Linked DNA regions of Capsicum annuum: region 1 is linked to region 2. A link is a contact called in public Hi-C data. All regions are on one chromosome and are shown on one strand. Each heading gives the region's core, a stretch centred on a gene start, on an enhancer-like site or on the middle of the called end of the contact. The rest is flanking DNA. Distances are from core to core; before and after follow the strand shown. Region 1 has its middle 24 kb from the start of LOC107863328. Region 2 overlaps LOC107863327 (protein phosphatase inhibitor 2).

The links. A called contact is a pair of places that touch in the nucleus more often than the background predicts.
Region 1: a Hi-C map of leaf shows a contact between it and region 2, with 2.7 times the contacts expected there. The contact joins two enhancer-like sites. A contact is called at or near these places in 2 of 5 Hi-C or Micro-C datasets (leaf and placenta).

What each region holds. Positions count from the first base shown.
Region 1 is chr3:209,377,948-209,384,631 of UCD10Xv1.1, reverse strand. No RefSeq gene overlaps it. Among protein-coding and RNA genes, the nearest start is that of LOC107863328, 24 kb to the right of the region's middle. Within about 2 kb of position 3,416, at least 2 of the 5 cell types and tissues checked have an H3K27ac peak or open chromatin away from gene starts, as enhancers often do. A contact at or near this core is called in leaf, where this site is marked.
Region 2 is chr3:209,190,564-209,197,374 of UCD10Xv1.1, reverse strand. It overlaps LOC107863327 (protein phosphatase inhibitor 2), which reads right to left. Exons shown (of 6, transcript XM_047408612.1): 5 at 3,297-3,419; 6 at 2,311-2,714. The coding sequence ends at 2,485. Among protein-coding and RNA genes, the nearest start is that of LOC107863327, 6.9 kb to the right of the region's middle. Within about 2 kb of position 2,479, at least 3 of the 5 cell types and tissues checked have an H3K27ac peak or open chromatin away from gene starts, as enhancers often do. A contact at or near this core is called in leaf, where this site is marked.

The DNA.
Region 1 (6,684 bases), core at 2,167-4,666, 190 kb before region 2:
GAAAGTCTCGAGGAAATATGAGAAACACGAACAAAAACAATGGCCCTAAAGGAACTAAAAGTAATGATATAGAATGAGAAATACAAAAATAAATTCATACTTATTTGTCCCCCGAATCTCTTAAAAGGCTCCATAGATATTTGACGCCCTTTCAATCCACAGATAGGGAACTATGTTCTCATAATGAACCCCACAGTGAGGAATCTGGACCCGAAGTTGATTCTAGAACCTCCAACAACCACTCCCTTGATAACTCCCCTTCATCTGAACAGATCGATAAACATAATTATATAGAACTGTAGGGGGGAAAATGGGATTGAATTCAGAAGGAACTTTCGATTCTTACTGGACTGGCATAAGCCGTCTATGGTTGCCTTGCTAGAAACGAAAATGCAGGATCATCAAGTACTTCTTGATGACTTCCCTTTTATAAGAATGATTGATGTTCCGGCAATAGGAAACTCTAGAGGACTGGCCATTTTGTGGGATGATGCCCTATTAGAACTTGATCAAATATCAACTACAGACCAGGAAATACAGACAATGATCAAGGTAATCTCTAAGAAGTCCTCCTGGCTATTGAGTTGTATTTATGTTAGCACTTATCATTGGAATCGTAAAATCCTTTGGCAAAACCTAAAAACTATAAAAGATCATTACAAAGGTAAGTGGCTTGTTGGTGGTGACTTTAACGAACTCCTGTTTTGCACAGAAAAAAGAGAGGTAATCCTTTTAACAAAGCCCACACTAAAGATTTCTGGGACAGAGTTAATTATTGTGAATTCATTGATATGGGTTCCAAGGAGAGTAAATACACCTGGTTGAATAAGTGTTTTAAACAAAACAACGCTATCATCTATAAAAGACTTGATTGTTTCTTGGCAAATAATAAGTGGCTCCTCAATTACCCGAATGCCGAAGTCATCCATCTGCCCAGGACCCACTCCGACCACTGTCCCCTTCTGTTTCAGCTTTATAAGAAAGAACCTAGGCCTAAATCTAATATTTTTAGATTTAAAACTATGCGGTCCTCTCACTCTGACTTTCCCTCGTTGGTCCAGCATGTTTGGGACCACAATCCATATCTACCTACTTGTATCTCTAAATTCCAGGAAGATGCCATAGTTTGGAATACGGAAATATTTGGGAATATTTTTCTAAAAAAGAATACCATTTTAAATAGACGCCGAAGAATTCAGGGTTCACCAAATTATGGCTATAGCAACCTCCTTAGCAATCTAGAACAAGAACTTATTAATGATTTTATTGGTATTCTTAGAATGGAGGAAGATTTTTGGAAACTTAAATCTCGAATTCACTAGCTCCATGATGGGGATGCCAACACAAAATTTTTCCACACCTCCACCCTCATTCGGAGGAAAAAAATAGGATCCTCTTTGTCCAGGATGAGAATAACAACTGGCTCACGGACCAGGATAGTATTTTGTCTCACGCCCAGAGTTTTTTCTCTATCCTCTTCCATACTACTCATTCGAAGTCCTTCGCAATTTTGCCTGTTCTAAGAAATACTAAGCTTACTGATGATGATAAAGTAAACCTAGGGCGCCTCCCCTCTGAGAAGGAAATTCGTGACACTATTTTTTCTTTTCATCCTCATAAAGCTCTGGGCCCGGATGGCCTTCATCCCGTCTTTTTTCAAAAATACTGGCATATTGTGGGCTCTTCTATCATAGGCCTTTGTAGGCAAGCTTTCCTTAACGAAAAAATACATGAAGTTATTAACAAAACCCACATCTGCTTGATTCTGAAGTGTAACAATGCTACTACTCTAAAAAACTTTCGGCCAATCAGTCTCAGCAACACCTCCTATAAAATTATTACCAAGCTCATAGCTAGGAGAATGAGGCCTCTAATGAATAGTATCATAGGACCCTACCAAACTAGTTTCCTCAAGAATCGTCAAGCGGGCGATAATGCAATAATTGTCCAAGAGATTGTTAACTATTTTAGGAAAACTAAAGGGAAGGTTAACTCCTTCATGGTTAAAATCGACCTTGAAAAGGCCTTCGGCAAACTAGAATGGTCTTTCATTCGCAATACTCTTCTTTATTTTAATTTTTGGATCAATCTTGTGAACCTTATAATGAGTTGTATCTATTCTAGCACTGCGGCAATTCTTATCAATGGTCAGCGGACAGAATTCTTTAGCCCCACTAGAGGTATTCGACGGGGAGACCCTATATCGCCGTATATTTTGATCATGTGCATGGAAGTTCTATCCCATAATTTAAATGAAGCTATCTTAAAAAAGGATTGGATCTCTATCCGTATTTCCAGAAAAGGACCTTTACTATCTCACCTTTTTTTCACTGACGACCTTGTCCTGATGTCTACTGATAGTGCTAACAGCCCAAACACTATGATGTCCACTCTTAATAATTTTTGTAAATGGTCAAGACAAACTATAAACTACCAGAAATCAAAAATATTATTCACAAAAAATTGTCCTATCAATAAACAAAAATTCCTATCCTCGTTCTTCCGCATCAAAAGTAGTAACAACTTCGGACGATATTTGGTTTTTCCAATTCTTAATAAATCACCTTCAAAAGCTGACCTCCAAATTTTCCTCGACAACCTTAGAAAAAAGTTATCAGGTTGGAAAATGAGATTTCTTAATATGGCGAGACGGACTACTCTGGCAAAGGCTTGCCTCAATAACATTCCATCTCATCTCATACATTATATTCAGTTTCCAGTTGAAGTATCCAAACAAATTGACCGTTTACAACATAACTTCATTTGGAGAACTACGTCTAATGAAAAGAAATTGCATCTCCTAAAGTGGGAGACCTTAATTCTTCCGAAAGATCAGAGTGGTCTGGCAATACAGAAAAGAAGTACTAGAAACAAAGCCCTCTTAGCTCGGCTTGCTTGGAGACTTTTTAAAAATCCTGCCTCCCTCTGGACTTCAACACTGCTCCACAAATACACCCGTGGTTTTGGAATCCAAGATAAAAACAATCACTTAAAATCGCCTAGTTTCATATGGAAAAACATTATGTTAGGCTGGACATTCTGTCAAAAACACCTGCGATGGACGTTAGGTACTGGTACTAGCATATCGCTATGGACCGATAATTGGATACCAAACCAACTACCTCTATCTTAAACCTTACTTGGTCCTTTCCATCCAAATGATATTTTCATGCGTGTTTCCGACATTATTGTCAATGGGAAATGGGATACTTCTAATATTCAATACCCCCTCCCTCCGGATATGGAACGACTTATCACATCTATCCCCATTCTTATATCCTCTCGTACGAAAGACTCCCAAGTCTGGTCCTTATCACTGAATGGGAATTTCTCTTCCAAAAGTGCCTATGCTCGTCTCCTTAGTGATAAACATATTCATTTTGCTACAAACCATAGCACAAGCTGGATTTGGAAACTCAAATGCCCAAACAAAATTAAATTTTTCCTTTGGATAACTAATCATGGGAGACTACCCACCAACTAGTACCTCCACAAACTTGGCATCACCAACAACCCAAATTGTTCTTTTTGTGCTGTCCCCGAAACCATCTACCATATCTTTCTTGAATGTTCAAATGTTCAGCTTTTTTGGAAACATCTGCAAATTTTGCCTTTACTACAATATGTAATGACGACCAATGATGCAGACTGGTTACAGCAGTGCAGAAAGCTAAAAAATTCCCCCAGTCCAAAATTTGATTCAATGGGATGAAGCTTTCCCCTTCTATATGTGGCATATTTGGCTCACCAGAAACCACAATATTTTTAATAATCTAAAAATTAACATATCCCTTCGGGATCCTTTTGAAAAAGATGCGGAATACCTTTCACTGACAAATAATCACTACCAAATAAATCCATCACTGCATTCACCCTGGGAACCTCCTGATAAGGGCATTAAACTAAATTTTAATGGGTCGTATAAACTACTCTTCTAAGATTGCAGGTGCGGGAGGGTCTTTCGGGACTCGTTTGGAATATGAGTACATGGTTATAGTGCAAGAATAAACGTTCACACTCCCTTAGAATCTGAATTAAGTGGGCTTATGTTTGGTCTTTTAACTGCACGTAAACTGCAGGTCACCCATCTGGAGATTGCCACGGACTTTCTTGAGGTAATACACTTCCTGGAATCGTTCGCACCAACTAACAATAATCTTTTACTCTCATGCAGGGATCTTCTCCACATTCTTGGGAACCCGACCCTGCGACATGAACCTTGTGGATGAAATAGTGTAGCTGACAAGCTTGCAAAATATGGGCAGACGTTGATCCCAAGTAGTTGTTTCGAAGAATAGAAGGAACCACCAGTTTTTGTGCTACCCATGTTATCTACTGATGCTACTGCATCTCCTTTTGTTGGGCCTCTTGTTCCCCCCTTTAAGTATGCTTGTAATAATATTAGTCATAGACCTTTGTGTAATGCTGATAAGCTTGGTCAGGCTACTACTGTAAAACTATGATGCATAATTATTATAATGAATAAAAGTCTTTGTTTACCAAGAAAAAGGGGTTAGAGGGTGGTCCCAGCTATCAATATTGAAACCTTATTAATGGATTATTGCATTACTAGTCTGATTTGGCTAAGTCTCTCACTAGATTTATGATTTATTAAATACATAAAATGCACAATCTAATATTCATTGGTCGCATTATAATTGGGTTATATATATATATATATATACTAGCTTAGTGTACGGGCTTTGAACATGTGTCTCACGTCAATTAATAAGACTATACATATTTTATTTTCATGTTTTACTCTATAATACTATACATCAATTATGGTCATGAAATATAATTTTTAGATCAAGTCTCCCATGTTTCATCAAATTTAACTTCTTGAATTGGATTGCAATATCTAAAGATATCTCATTTCAGGTAGATATCAAAAAAGAGTTATAAATATGTGTTTTAGGGTCTAAATAACAATATAGTAATAAGAACATATTAAGGAAGAATATTTGAGCCTCTTAAGTAAGTAATAAAAATACACTAGTAGATTGATTAAGTAATGCAGAAGAATGCAAGAAGCATCCCACATATTGGAATGCAATATCAAACATTAGGAATGATGAATTGCATAAAACATACACGTTGAAAAGTTTACTTGGTGTTACCGTTATTGTACTACCACATCTTTAGGTAACTTAGTATAATCCTGATGAAAGACACATATTTAAAAGTCAAATATCATAATGACTTTTTATTTATAAAATTTTAAGAGTTAAATCATAGAAACCAATCCAATCTCTCTACTTTCATGAGATGATAGTAAAATATATGTATATTCTACATCCCATGAATATGTCGTTTTGGTTGTAAACCTAAAACAAATTCTAACACTAAACAACAAAAGAAGAGAAAAAGACAATGTCATGATAAATTCTCATAAGCTTCATACAATACCTATACCAGAAATATGAACAAAACTAAAATATAAAAGTAATTTATTCCCCAAAATTTTCTAAGACAGGCTTAATTTTAACAAATTACAAATAAAAAAGTATAAATAAAGAACTTCAGTAATGAAAATACGCCTATAACAACTGTCCCTAATGCAATCAAATTCTCATGCCTCTCTCACTGCTATGCAGTATATTTATAAATAAAGCAACTGAAACATCATTAGTTACACAAAATTTTGGACCAAAAAAAAACAAACTGAACGATATTATCATTATTAGTGGATAAATGTTTCATTGCATGAATAGCAGTGGAAGGAATTTCAAACATCTCCCATATATCTATTTTGGGGAGAAACAGATTAAAAAAGAAACACTAACAACAAAAATAGAAGAAACGAGGAATAGTAATAAAAAAACAGATGACACTACTAAAAAAACCTGAAAAAACGACGACAAAAAATCGACCCCACATTGTGGTCGGAAAAAACCGACCACAAGTGGTCGATTTTTTATGTTTTTTTTTTTTAAAAGCGACCACATATTTTAAAATTTTAAAGTAATTATTTCAATAATTTTTATATTAATTATTATTTATTTTACAAATAAAAATTAATAAAAATAACAAAACCAACCACCAAGTGGTCGGTTTTTAAAAATATTTTTTAATTATATTTAAAAAAAAAAAAACGACCACTAGTGGTAGTTTTTTTTAAATAAATTAAAAAAGAATTTTTAAAAATCAACCACTTGTGGTTGGTTTGTTAACTAAAAAAATAGAAAATAAATAATTTTTAGTAACCAATAATTATTTATATGTAATCAAATATATATCTTATTTTCATTAAAAATAATTATATATATATATATATATATATATATAAAATCTAATATATATATATATATATATATATATATATATATAATAATTTGAAATTACACTGATCACACGTAGTCGATAACCAGTATAATAATAATAAAAATCAATCATTCTTAAATTTTGTGAAAAAATTACACTAAAAAATATATCAAATAAAATAAATAAATTACGTTAAACATAATATTTATTTTTTTACTTATGTTTCAATATATGGAATAAATATTTTCCTTTGTATATACGTTAAATGATGTTAAACATGCATAATCTTTGTATAATGAATATGTGTATATATAACCGATAATTCATCAGAATATAATGAACGTGTTCTATTATAAGGTAATATACTTATGGTTAATTGATCACTCATATGAGCATGTATATGAAACACGCCACATTATA
Region 2 (6,811 bases), core at 1,230-3,729:
TTTAATTTATTCATTATATTCTCAAAGTTAATTCAAAATTCTTATCCCTCACCCTCAACCCCCAATATTTGTAAAAAAAAATTACTATATTTTAATTATTTTCTCCATAATATATTGAATTATTATTTTTTTGTTACATTTCATAGGCAGCTGAACTTTTTTCTCTTACATTTCAAAATATAAGATATTGAATTTAAATGTAGGTAACTTAAGTTTTTATATTCTAATGTTCATTTAATTCATTGTTTATTGATGCTTTGCATGACATACAAAATTCAAAATTTTACTTGTTATGATTTAAAAACTACTTTCTCATTTAACATATGAATTGTATTATACTACTACTACACATACTAAGTACTACTCTAATACACATACATACTATGAACTACAACTACTGCTACTATTTATGATTTGTATTCTTATATTTCATTTAATATTTTAATAAATAACATTTAGATATATTTTTTAATACATCTAATAATTAAATGTATAATTTTTTAAAAAAATTATAAGCTTATCTTTGAGAAGATATTGTATCTCCAATTCAAATTTTAAAAGAGAATAAATAACAATAGAAATCCAATTAGAACTCTTTAGTATGGTAGCTAACTACTTTTAATATTGTAATTTCATATACTTTTAATTTACCTTTAATCTTGTTTAAAACCAAATAACTCTCTTAACTTGAATATTCGACTTCCTCTCCTCCCCTACTCATCTCAATTGAATATTTTAGATACCTTTTTCTACTTATCAATATTTTTTTGATTATTTTTAATATTATATAATGTTCTTCTCTTTTAATATATATTTCTGCAGTTATAATTATTTTCTTCTTTTCGTTCTTCTTTATTTCTTATGCAAGTCGATAATAGCAACAAAAATATCACTAAAAAATAAAATAAAATTTCAAGAACACTTCTTCATAAATTAAACAATAGAAATGGTATTAATTTAAAATCGATTTTCCTATGAGTCCTTACTTATCGAAGACTTTATTTCAATTATTATCGATTTACCAATTAAATTTCATTCAAATTCAAATTTCAAATTTCATACTAATTTGTTAGAAAAAGATTAGTTTGTTATTTTTTCTTATCCTTACTTTTTTTGAAATAATGTGATATATATTTACCTAATAATTTATATATTTGAATTGAGATGATAATTTGAAACCAATGGGATTATTATTATTATTATTATTATTATTATTATTATTATTATTATTATTATTATTATTATTATTATTATTATTATTTATCTTTCGTTTGACATTCAACCAAATGTACAAAAATATAACATATTACTTCTGCCTACTACTACTACTATTAGTATATATATGTAACACAAGATTTTTTTTATTTTTTATTTTTGTAGTTAATTTTGTGACAAAACTTATTGAAAGAAATCAAGCTCATAATTTAGTGGAAACTAATATTTTTCAAGTTGCAGTAAAAACCTTCATAATCATTTTTATTAAACAGGACAATTAATTTAATGAATATACTTTTCATCTTCTTAATTTATTCAGTTATACTATTTATTTCAACAATCATTTTAATTTTTAATTAAATAAAACAATTATTATATACCAATGTTAATGTCTTCTAGTTTCTTTCATATTTATTATTCCTCTTAAATTTGTTATTTTTGTGCGTTAATTTTTAATTAAATAAAACAATTATTATATACCAATGTTAATGTCTTCTAGTTTCTTCCATATTTATTATTCCTCTTAAATTTGTTATTTTTGTGCGTTCAGTGTGCATTTTCATTTAAATATCTAAAAGATTAAATTGTGAATATGGATGGTTGATTTATACATGTGGTTATCTAAACAAATTATTAGATTTATTTTTAGTGATTTTATTTAAATTTGAATTCAATTATGTATTTTGCAGATGAAGTAATCTATTCTTTTTGAGCTAGCCTAGATGGAGTGAATGGAGTGGGTAATGCTCATCCTTCTAACAAACTTTTAAAATAATAAGTATATTTTTTTGTCATTTAGATTTACCCTCATTACTCCAACTTTCCAACTATTGAAGTATTAGTTGAATGAAATATTTAAGAGATGTAATCAAGACAATGGCATTAAACGTCTTTCTGGAGTATACAAAACTTGAAAAACGGGTAATATGGACGTTACCAGTCCACAATTTTCGTGTTTCACAACCTTATCTCAGAGAACTGGAGTAAACATCATAAACTCATTAGGGACAAACTACAAGAGGTAGTGTACGATAATTTGGGTTTCGGTATACTCCATTTATCTAAAGCCAAATGTGATGACAGATAACAGAAATCTAACTAAATATGTGTCATTCGATATATCAGAGCTTTATCATCCTGAAGGTTGAGGCCTTAATACACAACTTACAAATAGAAGTTAGACGGATATAAACAAAGGGAGCATGGATATAAAGTCAAATCAACAATTTCCGTCTGGTTGATCTAAGCTTGAAGGACTGGGAAAGGGTACTATTTAGAAGTGTCCATGCTGTCTTCCTTAATCTCTATGTCCTTAACAGCAGTAGTCAAGGATGATGATGAATCGGAAGTCCCATCCTTTTCCACAAGATCCTCATCCTCATCGTCTGATGTTTCTTCAAGAGAGGAGCCCTTTCGACGGAGTTCTTTGACTCTTCGATACTCATCATAGTGTGCTCGCCTGTGCTCCTTGAAGCTGTTTCTCTTTCCTGAATCTGAATCTGTCATATTGAAGAAAAATATTAAATGCCGAAGCATAATTGAGTTTGCATTCAATATACAAATCATTGAATAGTGCAAATGAAACTACCAATAACAAAATACACTTAAGAAAAGGAACCCAACAGAAAGAAAAGTGTGTGCCGGAGAAATCAATAATTTGGAAGGCCTCAATTCATATACGGGCAAGGGTAAAACAGAACTTTCCAGTTCTGTTCAACCAATTCTCAGAATACTGGATAAGACAATTTCCTTTGGCTGCAGTGCCAGCCACCTCAGAGGTCAATGACCCCCTCAGCTTGCCTCTCTCACTCTCAACCCAACCCCAAGTCTTCAAATCAAAAGGTTGAAAATCCCAAAGGTGAAAAAAGAAGTTAAAAAGGAGGAATGAAGAAAAACGCATACTTGATAACTGATATAATTAAGCAATTAAAAGGGAGATGAAGAGAAACTGAATACACAATCTGTCATTGGTAACAAATGTGAAAATACTAGTCCTGTAGAACTCCACTAAAAATTCAATAAGAAAAAGAAAAATGAACCAATGCATATCTGGGTTTTAGACTCCTGAAGATCAAACTAACCTGCATCATCTTGGTCCATGACATCGGCTTCATCCTCAGATGATGTCCAGCCAGAACGTCTGGATTTATTCTTACTGGAAGAAGCCATCTCACTCAAAGCACTGCGTATGGCTTCTGCATGTACTGCATTGCCATTGCTCTCATCAAAACTACCCCGTATAGGAGATAAAGATCCTTCGGCATCAACAAATCAGAAAAGTGAGGAGGAAGATATGAATTTGCATAGATTTAGGCAATATAAGTTATCATTTCAGAGACCAATATAAACATTGCTCTCTAAATACAGATGAATGATAGTCCATCATAAAGCAGGTCCATAGAGCTTATATATAAGCTACTTTATGTGGAATCCTCATGTTTTCCTCGATATAACCATGACGAGCAAGTACCACACCAGCACAAGAATTTCAGATGGATCCTTCAAGATATACTAAAAAAACCTACTTAAACACAAACCAGCCACCTTGAATCCATACTCATGCAGTGGACACAGGACTAGCCATATAGGAAACATAATGATGTTAATTTGTAAGAAAATAACGAGGGGGGTCACTTTTTTTTTTTTTTTGGGCATAATACTTGAGAACGCTGAACTTGACTCCTTTTATTCGGCGTGCACCTGAACTATTTCAACAACAACGTACCCAGTACATTCCCACATAGTGGAATATGGGGAGGGTAGAATGTACGCAGTCCATACCACTACCTCAGAGTGAGGTAGAGATGTTTCCGATAGACTCCCGGCTTGAAACCAAACAACGTAGGAAAAGACATAATATAAGAACAAGAAACAAAAGACAGTAACAAAACAACAGACAGTAGCAGAAACAAGATTATCACCAAATAATACCACCAACAAGCTAACCACCTGAAACCACAAACAACACCCAAAACTCCAAGAACAAGATACTACTTGTGAAACACTGCAGCAACTAGCCCCCATCCTACTAACTTTCTACCTTAATACGCGTCCTACACATCTTATCTAAAAGACATGTCCTCGGTAAGTTGTAATTGTTATATGTCATGTCTAAGCACCTCCCTCCAATATTTCTTCGGTCTACCTCTACCTCGCCTGAATCCATCCATAGCTAACCTCTTGCACCTCCAAACTGGAGCATCCATGCCCCTCCTCATCACCTGTTCAAACTATCTCAACCTTGCTTCACGCATCTTATCTTCTACCAAAGTCACTCACACTTTATCATGTATAACCTTATTTCTACTCCTATCCATCCTAGTAACTCACACATCTATCGCAGCATCCTCATCTCCACCATCTTCATCTTTTGAATGTGAGAATTTTTAACCGACCAACACTCTGTCCCATATAACATAGTTAGTCTAACCGCCACTATATAGAACTTTTCTTTAAGTCAAAGAGACACTTTCTTATCACACAAGGCTCTGGATGCGAGCCGCCATTTCACCCACCTCACACCAATACAATGGGTGACATCCTTGTCAATCTCACCATTTTTCTGTATCATAGATCCAAGATACTTGAAACTATCTCGCTTTGGAATGACCTGGGTATCAAGCTTCACTACCATGTCCGTCTCATGTGTCCCTTCACTGAACTTACACTCCAAATATTTCATCTTGGTCTTGCTCAACCTAAATCATTTAGACTCTAGGGTTTGCCTCCAAGCCTCCAACTTAGCATTAACTCCTTCACAGATTTTGTCAATCAAAACTACGTCATCCATAAATAACATACACCAAAGCACCTAAACTTGAACTTGCCGCACTAAAACATCCATCACCAAGACAAATAAAAATGGGCTAAGGGACGATCCTTGGTGCAACCCCATCAATATGGGAAAGTCCACCTGAACTATTGTTTGTCCTAATTACCGCTGAAAAATAATCTACAATATTAATGAAATTTTAAAAGGGTGTGTGCATATATATAAATATAGTGGGCTAAAGGCTGCCAAATAGATAAGTATATGATCAAAAACAATTTAGATGTACACAATCCTATGTTGCTCGGACTTAAAAAATATGGACGTGTGTGTGCTGGATACTCCAAAATAATGTATTTTTGGAGAATAAGATACGTGTACGGCAATAATTTTGAAGAGTCTAAGCAATATATGTACACACAGTAAAAGGTGTCAAGTACTGTGGTGTGTGTGTGTGCGTGCGCGGGGGGGGGGGGGGGGGGGGGCTAGTAAGCCTATTTATTAAAGGTACTTTTTCTTGATAATTGAGAAAATCTCCCAGAGTCGGCAGCACATGGTTTGAAACACAGTGGATAATGGTTGTGCCCCACTATCTTTCTCCACTTAAATACTAAGCGTTTGACCGCAACAGCCTTCGAACCTATGACGTGCAGCTAACCTACACACTATATATTGCACTTTTACTCTCTTACCACTTGACCGAAGTATATTTTTTTAAATAATCATGGTGTCTAAACCAGCTTACACGCGCCTCAACGGTTCCATAGGATTCCTTCGACCACCCACCTCCCACCAGCACCAGGTAATAGGTAACTCTTCAACCAAGGCTAGGATAAATGGGACGAAATCACTTAATGTTTGTCTCAGCAGAGATTTAAACTTGAGACCTCACGGTTCTAAACCCACTTTATTGACCACCAAGCCATAACCTTAGGTGCTCGATCAAAGTATTTTTAACAATTACTTTTTAATATTATCAAAAGTTTGAAGGTTAAATAATTGAGTTTTTGAAAGATTTTGCGGCGGGAATCTACTTCCACTTATGGCCCTAACTCTATAATCCTGAAATCTTACACCATGGACATGGTGAGACCAAATCAAACATCTTATAAATAGGACAAAAATCTCATCCAAAAGATAACTATGTAGAACAAGATCCATAACCTTAAAACTTTCAAAATGAAGAATTACCTGACAATTACCCCTCAATACCAAACTAGTGGGGATAGTGACTCACTTACCCATGCTTTTGCACAATAAACTTAGTTCCATATTCTTTCCAAAAAATAGACCCATTAACCGTAGCTGGACAAAGAAAAAGGGAAAAAATGCCCTATTTGAGTAAAAGTAAATTACATAGAGTAACAACATCATGTCTTACCAACTCCTACCATATGAGACCCTTGAAATGCAAAAGAACAGGAATTAGAGAGAAACAAAGAGCAGATAAAATAATGCAATGCCACTACAAGTGCCAAGTAATTCTCTTAGGAGCTGTTTGATAGGGTGTATTATTTTTTTTAATCCATGTATTAAAGTGTGATATTATCTAATACATTGTTTCGTAGCAAATTTGGAGCAATGTATAACTAATACATGGATTAGCTTTACTACCCTACATGGTATTATAGGGTGTATAACTAATACACCCAATTTGGTGGGATTAGTAATCCACGGATTACAATCCATTGATAAATATGAGTAAAGACAAAAATGTCCTCAAATTCCTTTAAATATTTTCTAAATCTTTTTTAATTTTTTCAATGTGAGTTATTTCTTTTCAATTTATTAAGATGATAATATCCCTCCAAATAATTTTACTCATAA